Regions from separate parts of the Drosophila melanogaster genome. Here region 2 is linked to region 1. The links are chromatin contacts, called in public Hi-C maps. All regions are on one chromosome and are shown on one strand. Each heading gives the region's core, a stretch centred on a gene start, on an enhancer-like site or on the middle of the called end of the contact. The rest is flanking DNA. Distances are from core to core; before and after follow the strand shown.

The links. A called contact is a pair of places that touch in the nucleus more often than the background predicts.
Region 2: a Hi-C map of the Kc167 cell line shows a contact between it and region 1, with 6 times the contacts expected there. The contact joins the promoter of Pdfr here to the promoter of Vml in region 1. A contact is called at or near these places in 4 of 107 Hi-C or Micro-C datasets (the Kc167 cell line and the S2 cell line) and 1 of 6 datasets of contacts at active chromatin or transcription factors (the Kc167 cell line).

Annotation. Positions count from the first base shown.
Region 1 is chrX:2,274,236-2,278,718 of dm6, forward strand. It overlaps Vml (Vitelline membrane-like), which reads left to right and starts at 1,587. Exons shown (of 1, transcript NM_001316644.1): 1 at 1,587-3,546. The coding sequence starts at 1,738. The coding sequence ends at 3,474. It overlaps Grp170 (Grp170 co-chaperone), which reads right to left and starts at 833. Exons shown (of 3, transcript NM_130639.4): 1 at 640-833; 2 at 1-104. The coding sequence starts at 101. It overlaps CG2865, which reads right to left. Exons shown (of 3, transcript NM_001272255.1): 3 at 3,796-4,483.
Region 2 is chrX:2,548,688-2,553,475 of dm6, forward strand. It overlaps Pdfr (Pigment-dispersing factor receptor), which reads left to right and starts at 3,519. Exons shown (of 11, transcript NM_001297898.1): 1 at 3,519-3,587.

The sequences.
Region 1 (4,483 bases), core at 337-2,836:
ACTTTCATCCACTCGCTGCCCAGATCCACGGACATCACGGCGGCTCCCTGGGAAAGGGCAATCCCCGCCAGCAGGGCGCTCAAAAGGAGCACGAGTTTCATGGTCTGTGCGGTTGAAAGGTGTTCAAATTAAAGCATTGTGCACAGGATTAGATACCCCATTAAGTACTCCATATGTATTTACCCTCTGCATTGTAAGATCTTTCTAGAAAGACCAACGATTTAACTTAAAAGGCTAACATTATACAAAAATTCACCAACTACTTTTACCTATATTTCTTAGCTGCATTAATAACACAAGAATTAGTTGGGTTTTCAACAGTTTTAACAGATAATTTGTGGGACGAAAAGTACGTCTGGCTTATGCGAGGAAACCTGTGTTCATGTGGCAGCGGAAATAGTGTTTAACTCGTACATAGATCTATATAGTTTACCGGTGAAATTACTGGGGAGAAATGGCTTTTAAAAAGTCTTCACGGAAAATCAGTGAAGAGAGCATTAACCTTTTACTTCCACAATTCTTCCGCGATTCTTTCACTTCTTTTTTTTTGCAACGCAAGCAGCTGTCTGCGCCCCGTCACCCTCCCTCTGCCTATCCTAACTCTTCCATCCTTCCAGCCAAGTACCGCTTTCCACTTACGTGTCCCGTTTCGTTCGTCGCTTCCAGCTGTCCTTTGCCACTCGCACTCTCCAATCGACTTTTATTCAGAAGTCACCTATTTATTAATTATTCAATTCACAACGTCGACTGCTATTCGAGTTGTTAAGTAAAAAACAGAGTCGCCGCGATTAAGAAGAACAAGCAGCGGCACACGAAGAAGAAGAGGAAAACGTTGACGTGTTGATTCGACCGGGCGATAGCAATCGATAAAACAATCGAGAGACTGTCACTTGGGAAGGCAGGCGCTGCCACATCGCACTGAAGTGACCGCCACAATTTAAATACTTATTGTGTGCAATTAAATTCTTTTTGTACAAAATTTCGTGATTAATTGCAAAACACCAAATGAAAACCATACACTAAATGATTATGACCCTTACTTGGTTTAAGGTCAATGTAAGAGCAGGAAGATTTTTCCTACTCATTGAAAATCTGAAGTTATAACATATGTAGTTGGCAATTCCAAGTTTTTTTCTTTCAGGCAGCAAGTCAACCCACATATTGATAGCTCAGCATTCCCGCGATGACCGAATTTTTGAACGAAAGTGCTGACACGTTATTAAACTATACTTTGTATACTCTTTTTCTTGAGATTATTGACACGATGAGTAAGTTATATTACAATTCGATAGAATAAAAATTAACTAAAATTAAATCACCTAACACGCTTAACGTTAAATTTGTTGTAATGCGAATTGTCCTGAAAAAATTACAAAACCCAAACTAGATAACAATTCTTTTTTTCAACAATTATCTTTAAATTAAAATTGAATAGGTTCCAACTTCCAAACGTATAGGGTATTGAAAGAGTTAAATTAAGTTTTCTGCTCGCATCGCCAACTCACCTATTCACGTTAAAAAGAAATAGGTGACTGGAAAACGATCGAATCTAGCGAATTTAAATGGAATCGCTTCAAATGCAGAATAGCACAAAGTGAACCCACCGAGTATCCAAGCACAGCAGACTGCAATTGGGCAATATTCTTGGTGAATTTGTAAATTTCGCTGATCTGTTTTTCTCTTGGCCATATAAAACCCGTCCCGTTTCAAAAAACCATAGTCTTAATTCTGTGAGCTATGTGTGGACGACGACTGCTGTTCTTGGCGGCCTTTGGCTGCCTTTTGGCCAACGCGTTTTCGCTTCCGGCGACCAGGAATGAGGAGTTCGACGACGGTTTCCCCGAATCCGAGTTCGACTACGAGGAGAGGCACACTAGGGAAATTCCGGCACAGGCCTATGCCCCACCGATCGTTTACAATTCGCAGTCAAGCTACTCGCCGGCGAAGGACCAAGGATATTCTGCTCCTGCCGCCCCGGTTTATTCGCCTGCCGCACCATCGTATTCAGCGCCTGCTGCTCCGTCGTATTCGGCACCCGCTGCACCCAGCTATTCAGCACCAGCAGCACCCAGCTATTCAGCACCTGCTGCTCCATCGTATTCAGCGCCTGCAGCACCCAGCTATTCAGCACCTGCATCCTCCAGCTATTCAGCGCCTGCTGCTCCGTCGTATTCGGCACCCGCTGCACCCAGCTATTCAGCGCCTGCAGCACCCAGCTATTCAGCACCTGCATCCTCCAGCTATTCAGCGCCTGCTGCTCCGTCGTATTCGGCACCCGCTGCACCCAGCTACTCAGCGCCTGCGGCACCCAGCTATTCAGCACCAGCAGCACCCAGCTATTCAGCACCTGCTGCTCCATCGTATTCAGCACCCGCAGCACCCAGCTACTCTGCGCCTTCTGCCCCATCGTATTCAGCGCAAAAGACATCCTCGTACTCGGCTCCTGCCGCCCCAAGCTACCATGCTCCGGCAGCTCCAGCATCGTCGTATTCAGCACCGGCTGGTCCTTCATATTCGGCTCCTGCTGCACCCTCATATTCAGCTCCATCTTACTCAGCGCCTGCCTCAAGTTATTCGGCACTCAAGGCTCCATCTTATTCAGCTCCAGCCGCTCCATCTTACTCCGCACCTGCAGCTCCCTCATATTCCTCTTCTGCTTCTCCTTCATATTCATCGCCTGCATCGTCATCTTATTCAGCGCCAGCTGCTCCGACTTACTCAGCCCCTAAGGCTCAGTCGTACTCCGCTCCAGCCGCTCCATCTTACTCAGCTCCTGCTGCTCCATCTTACTCAGCTCCTGCATCTTCATCTTATTCGGCACCTGCTGCTCCATCTTACTCAGCTCCGGCTGCTCCATCTTACTCAGCTCCTGCTGCTCCATCTTACTCAGCTCCAGCATCTTCATCTTATTCGGCACCTGCTGCTCCATCTTACTCAGCTCCTGCTGCTCCATCTTACTCAGCTCCTGCATCTTCATCTTATTCGGCACCTGCTGCTCCATCTTACTCAGCTCCGGCTGCTCCATCTTACTCAGCTCCTGCTGCTCCATCTTACTCAGCTCCTGCCGCTCCATCGTATTCAGCACCTGCATCATCTGGATATTCAGCAGCGCGAGCGTATTCAGCGGGCTCTGCAGCACCAGCTTCTGGCTATTCAGCGCCAAAGACTTCTTCCGGTTACTCAGCGCCTGCTTCGTCTGGATCACCAGCTGCTTCATCGTACTCAGCTCCTGCATCCTCGACCGCATCCTCTGGCTATTCAGCGCCCGCGTCGAAGTCATCGGGTTACGCTCGCTCCGAAATGGATCATCAGATCCTTGGTATGGCGAGGACCGCTGGCGGCTACGGATCAGCCGCTCCTTCTGCAGCTTATGGTGCAGCCTCTCTCCCCTCACCGCCGTGTCCCAAAAACTATGTGTTCAGCTGCTCGAGCGTTTTTACTCCAGCACCGTGCAGTCAGGGATATGGTTACTGAATGCAAATCCAAAGCTCCTGGCCAAACTGACTTGAAAACGAGATTAATAAAAAGCGAATTATGTGTGAAACGAATTGAGTTTACCTTTTTATGCCAAACAACTTAGGTCACAGAGATATTTCGACCCACGCAGTCCATTGAGATATGCAAGCTTTTGATCCCGAAAACAGCTTAAAGGTATTAAAAACCCGTGTTTGATTGACCGTTGAAGTTTCAAATCGACTTGGAATGGCGTTTTCTTTTCTTTTTTTCTTTTTTCTTTTGAGTTCTATATCCCAGTTTTATATATTCTTTAGTGAAATACAGGAACAAATCGTTAATGCTTTTCTTAGAATTTATTTGCAAATTGTTCACTTATGATGACCATCGCTAATGAATTATCACACTAAAAGCAACTCATAATAAATACAATACGTACATCTAGGCTCTGTATAATTAGATCATATGTTTGTCATTTGTCATTCAAATACAATTTTACTTGTCCTCACATTGTGAGTGGTAATTTCTCTGTTGCGGTCTATATATTCCATTAAAAAGCACTTATGTATCCTTAACTCCTCTACATGTATGTATATACTAAATATATGTATATATATATATATATATATATATAGAAACTCTATGAAGTTAAATCATTTGGAACATTCAAATCAAAAACGAAAGTGGAAAGCGGTGTTTTCCAACTTGCCGACTACACGATTCATTGATCGGAAATCAAGCTTATATAGAGTTGTATATATGTATGTATGTATGCATGTATGCATGTATGTATGTGTATGTGCTAAAGAGACTGGTCCATAGAGTAAGAGGTATTATTCAGTTGGCAAATCATAAGTGGCCCATTTTGAGTACCTCAAAAGTTCCTTCCTGTTCCCCCAATTCTTTCCGCACTGCGACTATGCGTAAAATCAAATGAAAAAAATGAAAATATCAAATTAAACTACAACAATACAGGAAGTCGCATATCGCATATTTTCCCCATAAATCCCAAAAATCCAAACCATCCCCG
Region 2 (4,788 bases), core at 2,269-4,768, 280 kb after region 1:
TGGTCGAAGCTTTTAGCTTAATTGAGCCAGCCGCTCATCAATACGCATCTGAGAGTACATTGTGGCATTGAAATTTAATTTCGGTTTCAATTCGCATTTCGCATTAATTAAATTGATCTCCTTCTGTGCGAATTTTTTGGGGGCGGGCAGAAAGTCGCAACAAGACTGCCAAAAGGTCGGCGGCGAAAGTTGAAAGCCTAGGAGAGGAGGATTTGCAGATAACACAAGTAGTCAGGTTCCATGAGGGGTTGGGTCAATTCGACAATTAAACGTCGTCTGGAAATGATTTGGGACAAAATCTTCCATGAGGAAGTTCATGGTCATTCCACCCACCGTTCTACTTGCCACCTGTCTCTTGAGATGGACATAATCCCGATCCCTGATCCGCTCGTCGCAGTCTGATCTAATAAAAAACCATAGAAGACGTCGGATTTGCCATCAAAGGCGGCACTACTTAATTAATTAATTTATCTGCACGGCTTTGTTTTTGGTGGTGGAAACATTGCTACTTTGGTTTTACAAACGCATTGCACCAATTAGTTTAGTTCAATTAGTTTCCCAACTTCGAGGCGAGTTTTAAACGCAAGTAAAGATAAAAGATTAAAACTGTTAGAAAAGGAGAAAAACAAAGCCAAACCAAAGAAGGCCGTTGCTCTTTTTTTCTGCCTCTTTTTTTTATTTCCAATTACCGAGCTTAATCATTAATATTTTTGTTTTTTGAGTCTGTTTTCGTTTCGTTTTATATGTGCATATGCTTTTTGCTCCGGCTAAATACAGATCTTCTATTTTTCGCCAAACGCCATTGTTTATGTTTATTTGCTGCTCAGTAATTAAAAGGCAATCAAAAGGCAAATAGATTCTTGCACCGGGCACCTGGGCCACGCCCCCAGTTCACAGCACCACCGCCTGCTTTTATTGTTCCAACCACTGAAAAGATTCGGAGCAACTGAATCAAATGTGCAAATCAAATAAATATTGCTGCTTTTCATTTATACTTAATCAACAACTTTTGATCATCTAGTTATATTTGCAGATATTAACTACCGATTTTTCTCAGTGCAATCGGCGGGACTTGTCAACTTTGCTGGGGCCAACAGCAGTAATAAAACGCTGAGAAAAGAAGCGCTTCTCTTGCTGCCTGCTAAGCTAATAAATCTGGCTAAAATCTAAACAAAAGCAACACAGCAGCCAACTGAAGCAACAGGGCAATAAAAAATTGATTTTTCACCCTGCCGGCGCTGCGTTTAAACAAATTCTGTTGCCAAACGCGGCACAACTGACAGTCATAAAAAATATATTGTATATACATATAAGTATGGCCTGCAAGTCTGAAAGGGAAAGACTTTCACGCAAAATCGAAGCGCTTTGCACATACCCTTTAGTTGCAAGTGTCAAAGTTGTTTGGAACAATAACAAACTATGGATTTGAAAAAATGTTTTAAATAAAGTCGCAAAATAAGCAAATTACCCTAATTTTAAACCGAAATGCCTGCAAACTCAAGTGCCCCCATTAAAAACCCCAAATAATGGGTAACACAAAGAACTGAGCATAAAAATTGCAAAAAAAAAAACCCTCAAACTGCGAAATGGAAAGCGTTGAATATGATCGAATTTTCGGAAATTCAAATTAAACTGACAGATGTAAGAACAGATATCAAAATAAATACTTATGTATGTTTATTTATGAAATGAATTTTGGTAAATATTCGCGATATTCGCCGAGACTATCAAGTGATTGTATTCAGTTGCCATGTTTCGATCAATTAAAGACGTCAATGGCAAGCCCCGTGCAGTGCAGCAAGTTTCCTTTCCTTTTCTTTTTGCCATTTTAGTTGCAGGACGAGTTTTCCTTTACCTCGCCTCGCCTTCAGCACTCAGTCAATTTAACGCTTCATTTGCACAAGTTTTTCTTCGTATTTTCGTTATTTTTCGTTCCTTTTATTCTCCCTTTCAAATGGACAAAAAGGAAAGCATTCAAGGCAAACAAAACGTGCAAGAACAAGAGGGCAGGGAACCGAAATAGGGGCATTCTATTCTACCCGCCACCACCTGCGGCACTCCTGCCCGGAAAATCCACCTGCAAAATTCCACTCGTACAGGTGACGACGAGTGGCACTTAAGAATTAAAATCAGCATACATTTAGTCGAAATGGGAAATGCTGCACTTTTTTTTAGCAATCCTGCGACATCTGGAAAGTATATACATATATATATATATATATAGTATATAATAATGTAACAATTAATTTTTGCCAGTGTGCGATGAAGATGATAACTGCGTTGACAGGCCAGAGAAAGACAAGAGATTCTGATTATTATAATGCACGCAAGCGATTTGCTCCATTCAAAATAACAACAACGTTACTTTAGTTTTCCAGTCGACTGGCGAGGGGCAGGGCGACGCAAGTGGGCGGATGTCATCATGCGCTGCGCTTTTGCCTTTTGTTTTTTGTGCGACCCCCCCCCCCCCACACACACTCCTCTCCCCCATCACACCAACCAACAGTACTTGCATTTTCTGCGTCTTGGCGGCGCGAATCCATCATCAAGATTGCAAAAATTACGCAAAATCGCACTAAATGTCAAATGAAGTTGCCTCATTTCGTTTCCATCAAATCGGATAGAGAATAGAACACGGATTTATGAAATTCTTAAATAGTTACTAAGACCGCAGTGACCGTAGGGTATTTTCAAGTTATGCTTTCCATCGCCCAAGATCGCGGCAATTTTCCTTTGACATTTTTCCATTTCCCCTTATTTAATTTTTACGCTTCGCTCTTCTCATTTGCCTTAATTTATGCCTTCGCATACAGCGGAATTCAGGGGAACACAAGTTGCAGTGGCAATGCCGCTTTATTCCAACCCCCTGCCAGCCCCCCTTTGATACATATACTTAGTATTATATATATATATTCCATAATTTGATACTATGTTGTTGCGGCGACTTTGTGTCGGTTTACATATTTTTTGCGGCTTTTGTTTTCGCTTCGAATTGGTTGCACATCACAAAAAGCAATGGCAGTTGCCGTTCCCTTTGTACTTGCCACCTGTTGCCGTTGATTTTTGTACAAATATTTTTGCCACATGCTCGCAGTGGTTGATGCATACCTTCTAGTTGCATCCTTAATCATTACTATTATGGCTCTACCAGTTACTTTTGTGCCAATGGAAACACCTTTTCATCCTGCCTCCATTTGTGGCAGAAGTGCGGGGACGGGCTTTCTTCTCCACGTGCTCCATGTTGCACATTTGAATTTTTAATTTATATGGCACTTGCAGGCGTTGCCGCTGTTGTTTTAAATTCAACATTTGTTGCATCTTTTGTGCTCATTAGCATTGTGTTCCCCTTGCTATTTTTCATACTCTTCCTTATGATCCACATGCATGTGTGTAGCAAATAGCAATAGCCTATAGCTTATAGCTTATAGCTTATAGCTTATAGCTATAGCTCATTTAATATAGTAAATAGCAGTGGCTGATACTCGAGACAAGTTGCAGTCAGTTCCGATTGCGCCCCCAGTCGCCGGTTGCCCGTCAACGCCGCTTGATCGTCGGACGTGCCAAGTTCATTCCGTAAATCCCATTCCGTAAGATTACCGTTTGGCGGGCAAGCGGTAAAGATTAGACGCCTAATCGGAATCGCTTAGATGCCGAAGTTCAGGGACAGTTCACAAGCGCCTGCTATTATTGTTTCGCCCGGCAGCCGAAACATTTAATTGCATTCAACAAGAATGCTGCCGCAGAAAACAAACTTCATCTGGTCGGGGCAAACACAAACATCTGCTGGACCTTCGAGTGCTGTTGCCTGATTTATGAATTCTGCACATTTTTTGTTTGGCCCAAACAAACACCAGTGTTCCATATGCGTGTGTGTGTGTGTGTGTGTGTGTGGCATTTGATTTATGAACGTGTGCAGCACAAGCGTTGCATTTGACCGCATTACATGCAAAATGGGTCAGTCAGTCAGTCAGTCAGTCAGTCAGTCAGTCAGTCAACTAGTCAGTCAGTCAGTCACATAGCCAGTAGTCATTCATCCCACTAGTCAGTGACTATAATTAAACATAGGCCGACCGATGCTGGCACAGTTTTGCCCACAATTTTTCTCCAGCTTTTTGTGCATCTTTTCGTTTGTCCAGTGCAAATTGAAAAGCCAGTGTTCGGGCAGCCATTGCAGGAGTCGCAGCCAGATTACCCTGTAAATAGCTACGGATGCAATTCACATGAACGCGACTAGCCGACTAGTTTAGCCCACACTCGCAACAAACGATTGAGAAGCGAATCAAAACGTGACTAGGCCAATGTTGACGTCGTTGCTGCTGCTGCTGCTGTGCCGCTAATGTCGCTGATGCTGCTGCGTGCCTGCAACAGTTGCTGCCGCGGCGCGTTGACGTGGGCGCATCGTTTCGCATCGCTTTTTGCTTGTGACAGCGTTTCGAGGCGCACATATGCCTATATATAGCCCGTCATATGGGGCGCCTTGCCCGAGCTGGTCACGTGCTACGCCGGAGGCATCAGTTGCATGCAGCGTTTAGCTGGTTGCAGCTGCAGTCACAGTCGTGGTACAGCAGCAGCCAAGGATGCAACACTGAACACCAGACAGGTGCCACTATTTCGAGCGCAACTGTATGTTGCCTACTTCGTAGCGCGTTGCATTCGTAGTGGCCTGCACTTTGGCGCCTAATCTAAATCCATTTTACTGAAGGCGTCGAGGTCATAAATCCTCCTGCAGCAGGGCATCCATCATTCATCGTTGTCACACTCGTTTTGCCACGTCAATCATCATTACGG